Linked DNA regions of Oncorhynchus mykiss: region 2 is linked to region 1. A link is a contact called in public Hi-C data. All regions are on one chromosome and are shown on one strand. Each heading gives the region's core, a stretch centred on a gene start, on an enhancer-like site or on the middle of the called end of the contact. The rest is flanking DNA. Distances are from core to core; before and after follow the strand shown.

Region 1 (6,483 bases), core at 3,865-6,364:
TAGTCAGACAGTACCGAGAAAAACTCCAGACCCTGGTTATAAGTGACAGCTTTACAGTGGCTTTGAAAACAGCCCAATGTAACCACTACTGTAAAGCAACTGGCACACTCCCACAACAAACTCTAATAACACCTGCAACAAAAACTCAATTCGCTAGCTGTTCCCCGCTCGTCTGTTGGTTGCCATTTGTTGGGAGTGATATTTTGTTGGCTTCCACATTTGTCCGATCCGGAATCAATCAGCAGTTGTTGGTGTTGATTGATTGACCAGTGTGCCTAAATGTCCAACAAGGTGAGCAGAGGTCTGTAGAAACCCACCTGCCAGGTTGCGTAGATGGCTGGCCAGCAGAGAGATGGGTCCAGTGAAGGGAATGGCCTGGGTCTGCTTCACTGTGCTCATGGCCAGGTCTGTATAGTCTGGAGACAGAGAGAAGAGCTCATACACACGGTAGTACACACATGTGGACACACACGGACGGACGCTTGCACACACACAGTTAGATAGTGAATCAGTACTGACTGGACAGATCTGAAGGGGTGAGGATGTGGTAGCTGAAGTTGCGTTTGACCAGGATCCCAGACACCCTCTGACCCTGCTGACACTTCTTATCAGCCAGGGAGCCCATCACCTATGGGACAGAACAGCAACAGTCAGTATACATACACACACCACAAGTGTTTGGAAGACACAAATCGCCTCAGTTGTACACACTATAAAAAATCTTTGATAATTCCGCTTGATGCCAATGGATAAAGTCTAACTCAATTCAGTCTAATTCTCCCAATAAATGATATTACAGTAGGAGACCGCTAGAGAGAGAGTGGAGGATGGGCTCACCTTAGCCAACTTCTCTCCTCTGAAGTTGAGTGTGACGGCCTCAGTGTTGCGGGGGTTGTGCACCTCGATGTGGACCTCATCATTGTCCTCGTACTCCCTGATCAGAGCAGCTTTCAGACGGGCCATCTCATTCTGCTCCCCGTGCACCAGGATCTGCAGGCGGGACAAAGAAATATGTCACACGAGCAGGCTCAAGTCATTGAAGTATAACAGGGGGAAAAAAAGAGAGGCCCAAGCACACTTCCTTGTGGAACTGTGTCCCGTTGGCATTTACCATTTGATTACGGCCCGTAAGATAAGATCTGACTCATTTAACGGCCGACGGAGTGTGTCTATTTACCACATGAGGGGGTTTGAGAGCCCTGATGAACTCGCTGGTCTGTTGGTAGTCAGTGTGGGCTGAGAAAGAGATGTAGTCCACAGACATCTTCAGCTGCAGCTTCTGGCCTGACATGGTGGTGATCTCCTCTGGCTCTGACATAATGTGCTGAGGATAGAGTCACAGAGGAACAGTCAGCTCACACACACAGAGTGATGAATCTTAGCACGGCTGGAAATGACTTGATTTAAAAAAAATTGTGTCCATGTTTATCTTTCATTTGATGACGCTAAAAATACTTGATCACAACAAAGCTTGGCTTGCAATAAGACCCCACTGTAGGATTCCTTTGGTTGTGATGACTTGGTGTGACTGAGAAATGTCTTAAGAAGGGTTGAAGACCGAGCCCCACCTTTGCGAGGGTACCCTCCACAGAGTAGCCGGCGATGATGACGCCGTTCCTCTTATCGGTGCACCAGCTCTCAAACAGCTCTCTTGACAGACCGCTCTGCATCATACCTGGAGAGGCCATCACCACACTGGGCCCGATGTCATCAAAGTGGTCCATGCTCTGGTAGAGAGTGGTACAGCAGACTTAGCATGGACCGAGGGACACAGCAGGTGCTAATTCATTAGAGCACACCGTAGTAAAACTTTTTGAAAAGGAAATGAAAAGGAGTGTTTCTTATTGGACAAGTTCAGATAGTCACTCCCTGTTTCAGCCTGTGTTCTACTTTATGGTGCCTAATAAACATATATTTTTTTTATTATTGAAAAATGCCACTACCAAACATTCATCTGATTAACGTCACCCACCTTGAGGTTGCTGATGTGCTTGAAGACGAAGGGGTTGTTGACGTTAATGGCCTTGCGGATCTTGTCGTTCATAGCGTTGACGTATGTCTGGTAGACGGCCATGCACTTCTTGGCCAGAGACGACGCGTAGTAGATGGGAATGTCATGGAGCTCTGGGTGGTTCTGCCAGTACTCGTCTGAAACACACACGCAGAGGCACATAACCACACACACATTAGAGAAGGGTTGTGTTCATTAGCGCACGCAACAGAAAATGTTTTAAAACAAGTTTCTGATTGGATTAGGCCAGGTGACTGTTGGTTCCTAATGAACACTTCCATGAATGAGAGTCACTGGATACCTGCTCTAAAGGCAGGCTGAAGAGGGAACTGGTTGGAGAATCTCACCTAGGATGAGCAGCAGTTCCTGGGCTCGGCCCAAGGCGAACACGGGGATGAGACAGCGGCCCTCTCTGTTGACGATGTCATGGATTGTGTTGCAGAACCGGGCCTCCCGCTCCTCCCTCTTCTCATGGATGTGTGTTCCATACGTGGACTCCTGAGGACAGAGAGCAATACACATCATATCCTCATGTTAGGAAAACAAGATCACACGAGAATCAAAGTGAAGTATGCTGCTTTTTTGTGGTTGTGATTAGGCTGGGTTGCCGAAAAGCACCATGTGACAACTGCTGACAAATGAATTTGATTGCCTGATTGATTAATTGATTGTAGTTGTGTTTAGTGTTGTATGTTACTATTAGCGGGGACTCACAGTAATGAGGATGTCAGGCTTGACACTGGGGATCTCGGCTGCCATCAAATGCCTGTCCTCCTGTCGGGAAAAGTCACCTGTGTAGAGGATCTATGGACAGAGACACCCAAAGGAACAAGGATAACAGGAGACAGGTTAGTTTAAACCTACAATTTTAAGAGACAGTAGCAAAGTAAATAGACAAAAATATATTTCTGTTTCAAATAATTATTCACTCATGTAATTGTATTGGGAACATTTGTCCAGCATATGGGTGCCACCTACTGGCCACAGTAAACAATACAATCTATATACAGTGCATTCAGAAAGTATTCAGACCCCTTCACTTTTCCACATTTTGTTACATTACAGCCTTATTCTAAAATGTATTAAATTAATTTCCCCCTCATTAATCTACACACAATACCCCAGAATTGTTTGAAAATGCATTACAAATAAAAACATTCATATCTTATTTACACAAGTATTTAGACCCTTCGCTATTAGACTCGAAATTGAGCTCAGGAGAGAACAGTATTTCTGGGAAATCATGTACTATTTATGATAAGAACCTTTTCTTATGGTCCTTTCACAAAGAAGATGATGAATAAGCTGTAGTTGCTTTTCCTGTCCCAGTAGTCAATGTAAATGTAATGTAGTCACCTTCACGCCAGCTATCTCGATCATGAACATGGCTGCCCCCAGGACGTGACCGGCATGGTAACACCAGAACTTGATGCCGGCCACCTCCTTCACCTCGTGAAAGTTGATGGTCTCGATCTTGTCCATGCTCTCCTCCAAGTCTGTCTCTGTGTACAGCATGTCGTCGGCTGAGATGTTACTGGGAGGGAAAACACAGAGACAGTCAGGGGCACAATGTGAACCCGAATCATCCATAATGGATAATGGCATCTCTACAATTGTTTTGCCCTGAAGACATGGCTGTGTAGACTTATGACGTCTAACAGTTAGATGCCAAAGGAGTCGACGTAGGAATCTACAGCCATGTCTTCAGGGCAATACATTTAGCAGCTACTCTATCAAGAAAGAAACAGTAGAGTACGCTGCTATTTCCACAAACCGAGTAAGACCATTGTCAATGGCCTATGTTCCTTATAGGAATGTTCCTTATAGGAGCCAAAGGCTAAAGTTAAGTAAGTCAGGCTGTTATTGGAAGTTAATAAACTCTTGTCTACCTGACTTTGACATAATCAGACAGCAGCCAGCGGTAAATGGCTTTGGTGGCGTGGGTCATGAAGGTCCTTCCTTTGAAACTGGTCTTCTGGAGAAACCAAGGCAAGGCTCCACAGTGGTCCAAGTGGAAACTGAGATAGAGAGAGGAGATTATAGAGAACTGAATATGGTGCATTAGAACACTGAACTGTCTTCAGTGTGTTAATTCATCTGACCTGGGGAAACATATAATGGGGTTGTGTTTATAAGGCCCAAAACGTAGGAAAACTCACAGAAACATAAAGCTATTTCTGAACTTGTCCATATAAGAAACATTTGTTTATGTTTTAGGTTGTGAAAAGTTTTGCTACAGTTGAACTTGACCCCAATAAACACAACCCAGATGAGAGATTAGGAATACTCACTGGCTGATAAGAAGCAGGTCTATCTCAGCAGGATCGATCAAGTCAATATATGGAAGAGCATCCATTCCTTCCAATCCTGGGTGGATTCCACAGTCCAGCTACAAAGGAAAACGGTTGTTGTACTCAATTATCAGGTTACTTCTATTTTGGAATGTCTCATACAATCCATAATGCATGGTAAATTCAACAGGGACAGCAGAGTGCACGTAATATTACCATGATTTTCCGTCCCTTGAACTCCAGAATGATGCATGACCTTCCCACCTCCTGCCCAGCTCCACTGTGAGAGGGAAAGAGACGTCAATCACTGTCTGATGACATTTGTGAGACAGTGACGTTCTGGCAGATTCAGAAAAATCTTATGCGTTATGAACGTAATGCATAGCTACGGTAGCTACTTGAAAATACCATCTAGCTATCTATACGTATAAAAGGTAAATCACTGTGGCATCTTTGGACAACTACTAATACTAGGTAACATTGAACAAATTCATAATTTATCTAACTAGGTAGACAGGCATCAGTCTTCATGTATTGCTAGTTAGACGGGCTAAATTAGCTAGCTAGCCAAAAAGCTCACGAAATGTTGAATGTATAAACCCACAGTGGTCTGATGAGGAGCTGATCACTTTCCTCAGCAGGCACTGATAAATCAGCTTTGCGTTTCGCCGCCATATTTTCTCTTACGATTTAATTAAAATATATATGCTTATTATGTATTAATTGTACTAATTCATTCTTCTGACACCTACAGAAACTAACCGCACGCTGACTATAACAACACTTCCGGTCCAGCGATATATGTCCGTACGAGGAATGGTCTTTGCTATAATGGGTTCCGATGTTGTAACATGGGGCGCCCATTCAGGAGCACACAACGTTTTGTAACGTTCAGGTAGAAATATGTTATTTAGAACAAACATGCTTCTCCAACATATAAAACACGAAATCATGTGGGCTGTATTTATGACATTTCTATCAGCAACGTTGGAGAACGTTTGGCAACTGAACATGGTCCTGATTTTAGGGCATAGTAGTCAGAGCACAGTATAATCACAATGACATTGCTATAATCTATCCTCTGAAAAAGGACTCTTTCATTTATGGACGTCATTTAAAAAGTTTGTTTTCATTGTGCTACATACAGATTACTCAAGAATATGTGGGTTGGTCCATTTTTTTGCCTAGTTGGTCTGTCTAACAAACTTTTTGGGGCTCAAAATTATCACTATCTCGCTAATATTGGTGCCCTCAAAATGGCAGTGTGGGGGCCTCAAGGAAAAATATTGGCTGGTGTTAGAAATACCAGGGGCAATTTTTGGTCCCAGTCCGCCCCAGAATCAGATAATGGTTCTGTTCATAATCATTAAAAATAAAATGGAGTGACCACTACAGATCTGTCTTAACCGAATGCAATGAAGACAAAACACACAATGAGCCATTTCACGTTTTAATGAATAACCATGGACATGTAAAGAACATGAGGGAAGAGGAAAACGTAGGATGTACATTCCTTTCAATTATCTCAAATGTTACAGCTACAATATACATACAGAGTTACCCTGCAACCCTTTTTCCAGCATCATATATTCACAAATGCTCTCTTGATAAATTAGATTCCATGTTAGATTCAAACATATCAGTTTCCCATCAGCAGAAGCTGTCATAGGATGATCATGCTCGGTGATACACAGCAATGTAATGACTGATGTAATATATAGACTTTGAGTGGTTGTAGTACAATACGTTTTTTATTATACCAAGTTAAACTTTAAATACGCATCTGAATTGATAACACAATAGCGAAATATTGAATTTAAAGACAAGTTTGACTGTGTCTTCAAGGATGCAAATATAATCAAGCAGAATCTTGCTCCAGTTATTTCCAGTTGTCCCAGCAAACCAAGTGGAAATATACTTTCTCAAAACTTAGCATGCAGGTTGAACAGTTTCCCCCATTTCCCCCCCAAATATTCCAGCATTGTAGATTAGAACATTCTGTTGGCAGGTCAGAGGTCACCTAGTCATCATCTTTGGCTGTTTGGATGCATGAGAATATCACCACCCACACGTGTGATGTGCACATCCCACACCTCTTTCACTCATAGACATTGTTTTTCTCCCGATATAGTGCACTATTTCTTATATAGTGCACTACTTATAGGGCTCTGGTCAAAAGTA
Region 2 (6,903 bases), core at 1,363-3,862, 180 kb before region 1:
CCTCAACAGCTGCAAAGGCAACCACACGCTCACCTGGAATAAAAACATCGCTCATTACCAACTGGCCACCCAATCATGTGCCGGTTAGGAAAAAAGTTATGTACATACCAAATTTAGCACTTTTGTTGCCGATCCAGTTCAGGGCCCAATCCGCCTTCCTCTTCACACAAGGGAGGGTTTCAATGGCATTGAAGAGGTAGTCCCTGTAAGACAAAGAAAAGTATATTAGGCAACATTGTCACAAAGTAGAAGGCTGAACTATAAAATGCTTAAGACTTAAAAAAGTTCAATGTGTAGAAATCACTGCCATTTCTGGTTGCTAAGAACACTAAGTTCTACTAATTTCAGTTTATGTGACAAAACATTCAACGTATAGTATTGTACTTTCAAACTAATCAAAAGATGTGTACAAAACTGAAAATAAGATTAAAATTGTAACAGAAGCATAGAAAGTGCACATAGAACAGAGCAACTGCTTAGACTCACATTAAATTTGAATTTCCTGATCTGTAACTCATTCCTATGCAAATTTGGTCCGGTAACCCTAAAAGCTACATATTGCAGTAGGGTCTTGAATTAAGGGCATTGGTGTAGATTTTATCATCATGAGGCACAGTCTGGCATCTATATCATGTTGGGACCCCACCCAGTCAGCAGACCACATGCCCACTGAGCTAAGAACTAGTAGCTACACTCAGCTCCCATTAAAAGCTGAGGTACATAAACCAGCGCTTCTTACCACTGCCAGAAAATACAGAACTCCCCTGCACTACCAACTAAGAGCTTGACTGACAGTCTGACCTCTCTTTGGGGTCTTTGATGTAGGTGTCAATGAGCAGGCTGTACATCTCAGAGTGGATGTTCTCCATGGCGATCTGGAAACCATAGAAGCATCTTGCTTCTGTCACCTGGACTTCCTGTGTAAAGCGCTCCACCTAGTAGAGAAACAGGAGACTCCCATTAGATCAGTGATTTCTTGTGTAGATAGTTAAATATTGACTGTTGTATTGTACACACACAAGCAATTTACCAGGTTCTCGTTGACAATGCCATCACTAGCAGCAAAGAAAGCCAGTATGTGAGAGATGAAGTATCTCTCCTCTTCCTTCAGAGACTCCCAGTGTTGTGTATCTTTGGACAGATCAACCTGGAAAACAAAATTAACTAAAATATCATGAACCAGCTCACATATCATTTACTTATGCCAACACCACTAATGATGCAGCAACTTGGACATACCTCCTCTGCAGTCCAGAAAGAAGCTTCTGCCTTCTTATACATCTGCCAGATGTCATGATACTTGATAGGGAAAATGACAAACCGGCGTGGATTTTCCTTCAGGAGTGGCTCTTCTTCAGCATTGAATTTCTCGACATCTTTAGGCTAACAAAGTATAAAAAAATATATTTTAAAAATAGTTTAATCTCATTACTAGTCAAATGTTGCAGAGGTAAAACAAACTTTCCTCAATGGTTAGAAAAACAGAATGTGCTTATAATTTAAGTGGAAATACATGAATGAAATAAGACAAAAAGGCATACCAGTTTATGTAGACTGTCCACAACCCAACGTTAAAGACGGTTGAGTTATGCTATTTAACAGTTGTTAGCAGTAACTAGCTAGTGACCTACTCAAGACAAAGGCTTTCGTGGCATGGCTGGAATGGAAGGCTACTGGCTAGCAACTGACGTTAGTTAGCCTTATGAAACACTTGAGTAGACAGCTTGTGTAACTAATACAAACCATTCAAACATATGCTTGACTTGAGTTCCTCGATTGCTAGCTTACATTTGACATAGACGGCATCATGATTTGATGACTCGGCAGGTAGCTAGAATAGGCGATATTATTTGCGGAAAATGAACACCTCGGACACATTCTAGCTAATTACCATGTTAGAGTTAATTACGCATGTCGATGAGCTACAAAAATGAGCACTGCATAAACTGACAACATCAAGCAAAAGTAGCCATTGTTCACGCACCTCAGAATCTGCAAAGATTTTGCGCGCGGTTTTCGAGGCCAGAATCCGGGTCATGTTCAGGCTGGGAGGCTGCATTGGGAGGAATGACACGTTACCTTTGACAAATTAGATAACTGGCTTCCTTAATTTACATTCAATTGATTAATATGCTGGACAGAAAGACGTGACAGGTTAACTTTGCCTAGTTAGGTTACGGCTAGTAAAGTCATTTAGCTAACCAGCTGAGGCGAGTTTGCCTACCCACCTTTTAAATAAAACCAACGACATCAAAAAAATAGCTAGGTAAAATAGAGTTCACGTCGACTTCAAACTTACCGTGTTTTCCTTGTCAACGAGTGAAATGTTGTCCATTTGAGTGGTGATAGCGTTTTCATCTTTCTTGACGAGTGGTGAACGAGTTGCAAACATTTTTAAAGACACACGAGTTACACAACAGAAACAATTTGAGGATAAGTTAAACGTCACTAAAATTGCAAAAAAAAAATATATATATTCACAATCAACAGCACAATCCCATTGCCTAGATCAACGCCACAATCAAACGCAAACAACTCGAGTTCCCCGTATTTATTGAATTTCTGGCGGTCGATTCCAAGTCGTCAATGGAGTCAAAGCTTTTGTTGGTATTTAAATTTCTTAGAGGGTGCAGCCAATCAGATTGCACTTTTCTCACGCGTCATTTTAAAGCTTGCGGGAAAACTGCTGATACTGTTACAAAACCAAGAAAGGAAAAAGTTAAAATGTCAGGAAAGGCGCGCTAATGTCAAACAATAGAGCTATGCCATTATTTATCCCAAAAAACCTTGACTGTACTATGTTTTTAAAACGTTGAATTACAAAACATAATGTCATATATAAAGTTAGAAATGTGTAGAAAAATATGACAGAACAGCAAGTGAAAAAAGTTTACTAACAAGCTGGATGGCTGGCTAGTGGCTAACTAACAAGATTTTCAGCAAACTTAACATGTGTAAATATTTGTATGAACAAAACAAGATTCAACAACTGAGACATAAACTGAACAAGTTCCACAGACATGTTACCAACAGAAATTGAATAATATGTCCCTGAACAAAAGGGGAGTCAAAATCAAAAGTAACAGTCAGTATCTGGTGTGGACACCAGCTGCAACAAGTACTGCAGTGCATCTCCTCCTCATGGACTGAACCAGATTTGCCAGTTCTTGCTGTGAGATGTTACCCCACTCTTCCACCAGGGCACCTGCAAGTTCCCGGACATTACTGGGGGGAATGGCCCCATCGTCACCCTCCAATCAAACAGGTCCCAGACGTGCTCAATGTGATTGAGATCCGGGCTCTTCGCTCGCCATGGCAGAACACTGACATTCCTGGCTTGCAGGAAATTACACACAGAACGAGCAGTATGGCGTGTGGCATTGTCATGCTGGAGGGTCATGTCAGTATGAGCCTGCAGGAAGGGTACCGCATGAGGGAGGATGTCTTCCCTGTAACGCACAGCGTTGAGATTGCCTGCAATGACAACAAGCCTTGTCCAATGATGCTGCGACACACCGCCCCAGACCATGACAGACCCTCCACCTCCAAATCGATCTGCTCCAGAGTACAGGCCTCGGTGTAACTCACATTCCTTCAATGATAAACGTGAATCCGACCATCACCCCTGGTGAGACAACCACGACTCGTCAGTGAAGAGCACTTTTTGCCAGTCCTGTCTGGTCCAACGACGGTGGGTTTGTGCCCATAGGCGACGTTGTTGCCAGTGATGTTTGGTGAAGACCTGCCTTACAACAGGCCTACAAGCCCTCAGTCCAGCCTCTCTCGGCCTATTGCGGACAGTCTGAGCACTGATAGAGGGATTGTGCGTTCCTGGTGTAACTCGGGCAGTTGTTATTGTCGTCCTGTACCTGTCCCGCAGGTGTGATGTTCGGATGTACCGATCCTGTGCAGGTGTTGTTACACATGGTCTGCCACTGTGAGGATGATCAGCTGTCCGTCCTGTCTCCCTATAGCGCTGTCTTAGGTGTCTCACAGTATGGACATTGCAATTTATTGCCCTGGCCACATCTGCAGTCCTCATGCCTCCTTGCAGCATGCCTAAGGTACGTTCACGCAGATCAGCGGGGACCCTGGGCATCTTTCTTTTGGTGTTTTTCAGAGTCAGTAGAAAGGCATACAGGCATTATTTCTAACAAAATGGTGCTGTTGAACAGAATTTGTTTTTTCCCCGGGTGTGTATGTGTTTACCTCATAGAAAAAACAAAGACTGAAATGATTATGCAAACGCATTCTCAGCCGCTATATAACCTCGGTTATCCCCCTTTGTGAATGAAAGGTCAAACTAACGTCAATCTTCTCCGTGTAACAGATAGGATCATGGGACAGTTCAGAGTACAACGCATTTCTCATCCCTGGATTGAGGTACGTTTTCCGAGACATACAGTGAGCTCCAAAAGTATAGGGATAGTGAAATGTTTTGTTGTTTTGGCAATGTACTCCAGGCCTTTGGATTTGAAAGGATACAATGACTATGAGGTTAAAGTGCAGACTATAAACGTTCATTTGATGGTATTTCAATCCACATCAATATCGGGTGAACCGTTTAGAAATTATAGCCCATTTTGTACAGGACCGAGTTTGGGAAACCCTGTTTTAGGGGACCAAAAGTGTTGGGACAAATTCACTATTGTACAGTATTTTGTCACAAATTCCTAGCATCAATGATTACATCAAGCTTGTGACTCTACAAACTGGATGCATTTGCTGTTTGTTTTGTGTTTCAGAATATTTTGTGCACAATGGAAATGAATGGTAAATAATGTATTGTGCCATTTTGGAGTCAGGTTTATTGTAAATAAGAATAGAATGTTTCTAAACAGTATTACATGTGGATGCTACCATGATTACGGATAGTGCTGAATGAGTCGTCGCTGGCCTATTAGCTGCCACTGATTGTCTTTCCTCCCCCTCCTTGTATGTTTATTGTTTGCACCTGTTAGTGAGTCATTAGTTGGGCTTTATTAGACAGGCCCGCCTGTTTCTTTGTGCGGGATTAATTATTGTGACCTTCGGTTATGTAGTAGAGGAACGTGGTTGGTCCTGGCCGTGTATTCTGCTGTACTATTTTCGTCCCCCGTGTTTGGGGCATTTGGTTTTGAGCACCCAGTGTTGCGTTAGTGCATAGAGCACAGTATTGCACTCTGTTTCCTGCGCCAGACTCCACACCCACGACGCCGGAGCGTTACAGTGATTAACAGGGGAGGTTAGCGGTTTTTTTTTTGGGGGGGGGGGGGGGGGGGGCTATGATATTTATCTATAACTTTTTCACTGATCATTATTCACGATCCATTCAGGACTATCTGTAATGATTGTGGAGTTCACATTAATGTAGAACAAGTTGAGGAGAAGTATTTAGAAACATCTTATTTACAATTTATGGGGGGTAGGGTAAATGTCTGTTGGGGGGGGACAAGATCTAATCAATGTGTATTGGTCACATACATGTGAATAGCAGATGTTATTGTGGGTGTAGCAACATTATTGTACTTCTAGCTTTGACAGTGCATTAATATTTAACAAGTAATATCAAAAAAATTACACAACATATACCCAATACACGCAAATCTAAGTAGGAATGAATTAGGAATATATAAACTCAGCAAAAAAAGAAACGTCCCTTTTTCAGGACCCTGTCTTTCAAAGATCATTCCTAAAAATCCAGATAATTTCACAGATCTTCATTGTAAAGGCTTTACACACGGTTTCCCATGCTTGTTTAATGGAGCACAAACAAACAATTAATGAACATGCACCTGTGGAACTGTTAAGACACTAACAGCTTCCAGGAGGTAGGCAATTGAGGTCACAGTTGTGAAAACTCAGGACACTAAAGAGGCCTTTCTACTGACTCTGAAAAACACCAAAAGAAAGATGCCCAGGGTCTGTGCTCATCTGTGTGAACGTACCTTATGCATGCTGCAAGGAGGCATGAGGACTGCAGATGTGGCCAGGGCAATAAATTGCAATGTCTGTACTGTGAGACGCCTAAGACAGGGAGACAGGACGCAGTGGCAGACCACGTGTAACAACACCTGCACAGGATCGGTATATCCAAACATCACACCTGCAGGACAGGTACAGGATGGCAACAACTGCCCGAGTTACACCAGGATCGCACAATCCCTCCATCAGTGCTCAGTCTGTCCGCAATAGGCTGAGAGAGGCTGGACTGAGGGCTTGTAGGCCTGTTGTAAGGCAGGTCCTCACCAGACATCACCGACAACAACGTCGCCTATGAGCACAAACCCACCATCTCTGGACCAGACAGGACTGGCAAAAAGTGCTCTTCACCGACGAGTCGTGGTTTTGTTTCACCAGGGGTGGTGGTCGGATTCGCGTTTATCTTTGAAGGAATGAGCGTTACACTGAGGCCTGTACTCTGGAGCGGGATCGATTTGGAGGTGGAGGGTCCGTCATGGTCTGGGGCTGAGTGTCACAGTATCATCGGACTGAGATTGTTGTCATTGCAGGCAATCTCAACGCAGTGCGTTACAGGGAAGATTTCCTCCCTCATGTGATATCCTCCCTCATGTGGTACCCTTCCTGCAGGCTCATCCTGACATGACCCTCCAGCATGACAATGCCACCAGCTATACTGCCCGTTCTGTGCGTGATTTCCTGCAAGCCAGGAATGTCAGTGTTCTGCCATGGCCAGCGAAGAGCCCGGATCTCAAACACGCCTGGGACCTGTTTGATCGGAGGGTGAGGGCTAGGGCCATTCCCCCCAGAAATGTCCGGGAACTTGCAGGTGCCTTGGTGGAAGAGTGGAGTAACATCTCACAGCAAGAACTGGCAAATCTGGTTCAGTCCATGAGGAGATGCATTGCAGTACTTAATGCAGCTGGTGTCCACACCAGATACTGACTCTTACTTTTGATTTTG

Evidence for each region. A called contact is a pair of places that touch in the nucleus more often than the background predicts.
Region 2: a contact with region 1 is called in a Hi-C map of liver, with 2.6 times the contacts expected there. The contact joins the promoter of LOC110522065 here to the promoter of cpsf3 in region 1. A contact is called at or near these places in 2 of 3 Hi-C or Micro-C datasets (blood and liver).

The regions. Positions count from the first base shown.
Region 1 is chr4:10,616,241-10,622,723 of USDA_OmykA_1.1, reverse strand. It overlaps cpsf3 (cleavage and polyadenylation specificity factor subunit 3), which reads right to left and starts at 5,114. Exons shown (of 18, transcript XM_021600132.2): 1 at 4,907-5,114; 2 at 4,519-4,582; 3 at 4,303-4,400; 4 at 3,901-4,029; 5 at 3,368-3,545; 6 at 2,726-2,815; 7 at 2,359-2,509; 8 at 1,973-2,148; 9 at 1,569-1,727; 10 at 1,178-1,324; 11 at 838-990; 12 at 520-628; 13 at 318-416. The coding sequence starts at 4,977. It overlaps asap2b (arf-GAP with SH3 domain, ANK repeat and PH domain-containing protein 2), which reads right to left. Exons shown (of 27, transcript XR_005051461.1): 27 at 5,740-6,483.
Region 2 is chr4:10,792,301-10,799,203 of USDA_OmykA_1.1, reverse strand. LOC110522065 (ribonucleoside-diphosphate reductase subunit M2) reads right to left here and starts at 2,612. Exons shown (of 10, transcript XM_021600137.2): 1 at 2,300-2,612; 2 at 1,985-2,053; 3 at 1,240-1,383; 4 at 1,031-1,147; 5 at 802-935; 6 at 109-203; 7 at 1-33. The coding sequence starts at 2,392. LOC118964513 (a small nucleolar RNA gene) reads right to left here and starts at 748; the gene lies at 608-748.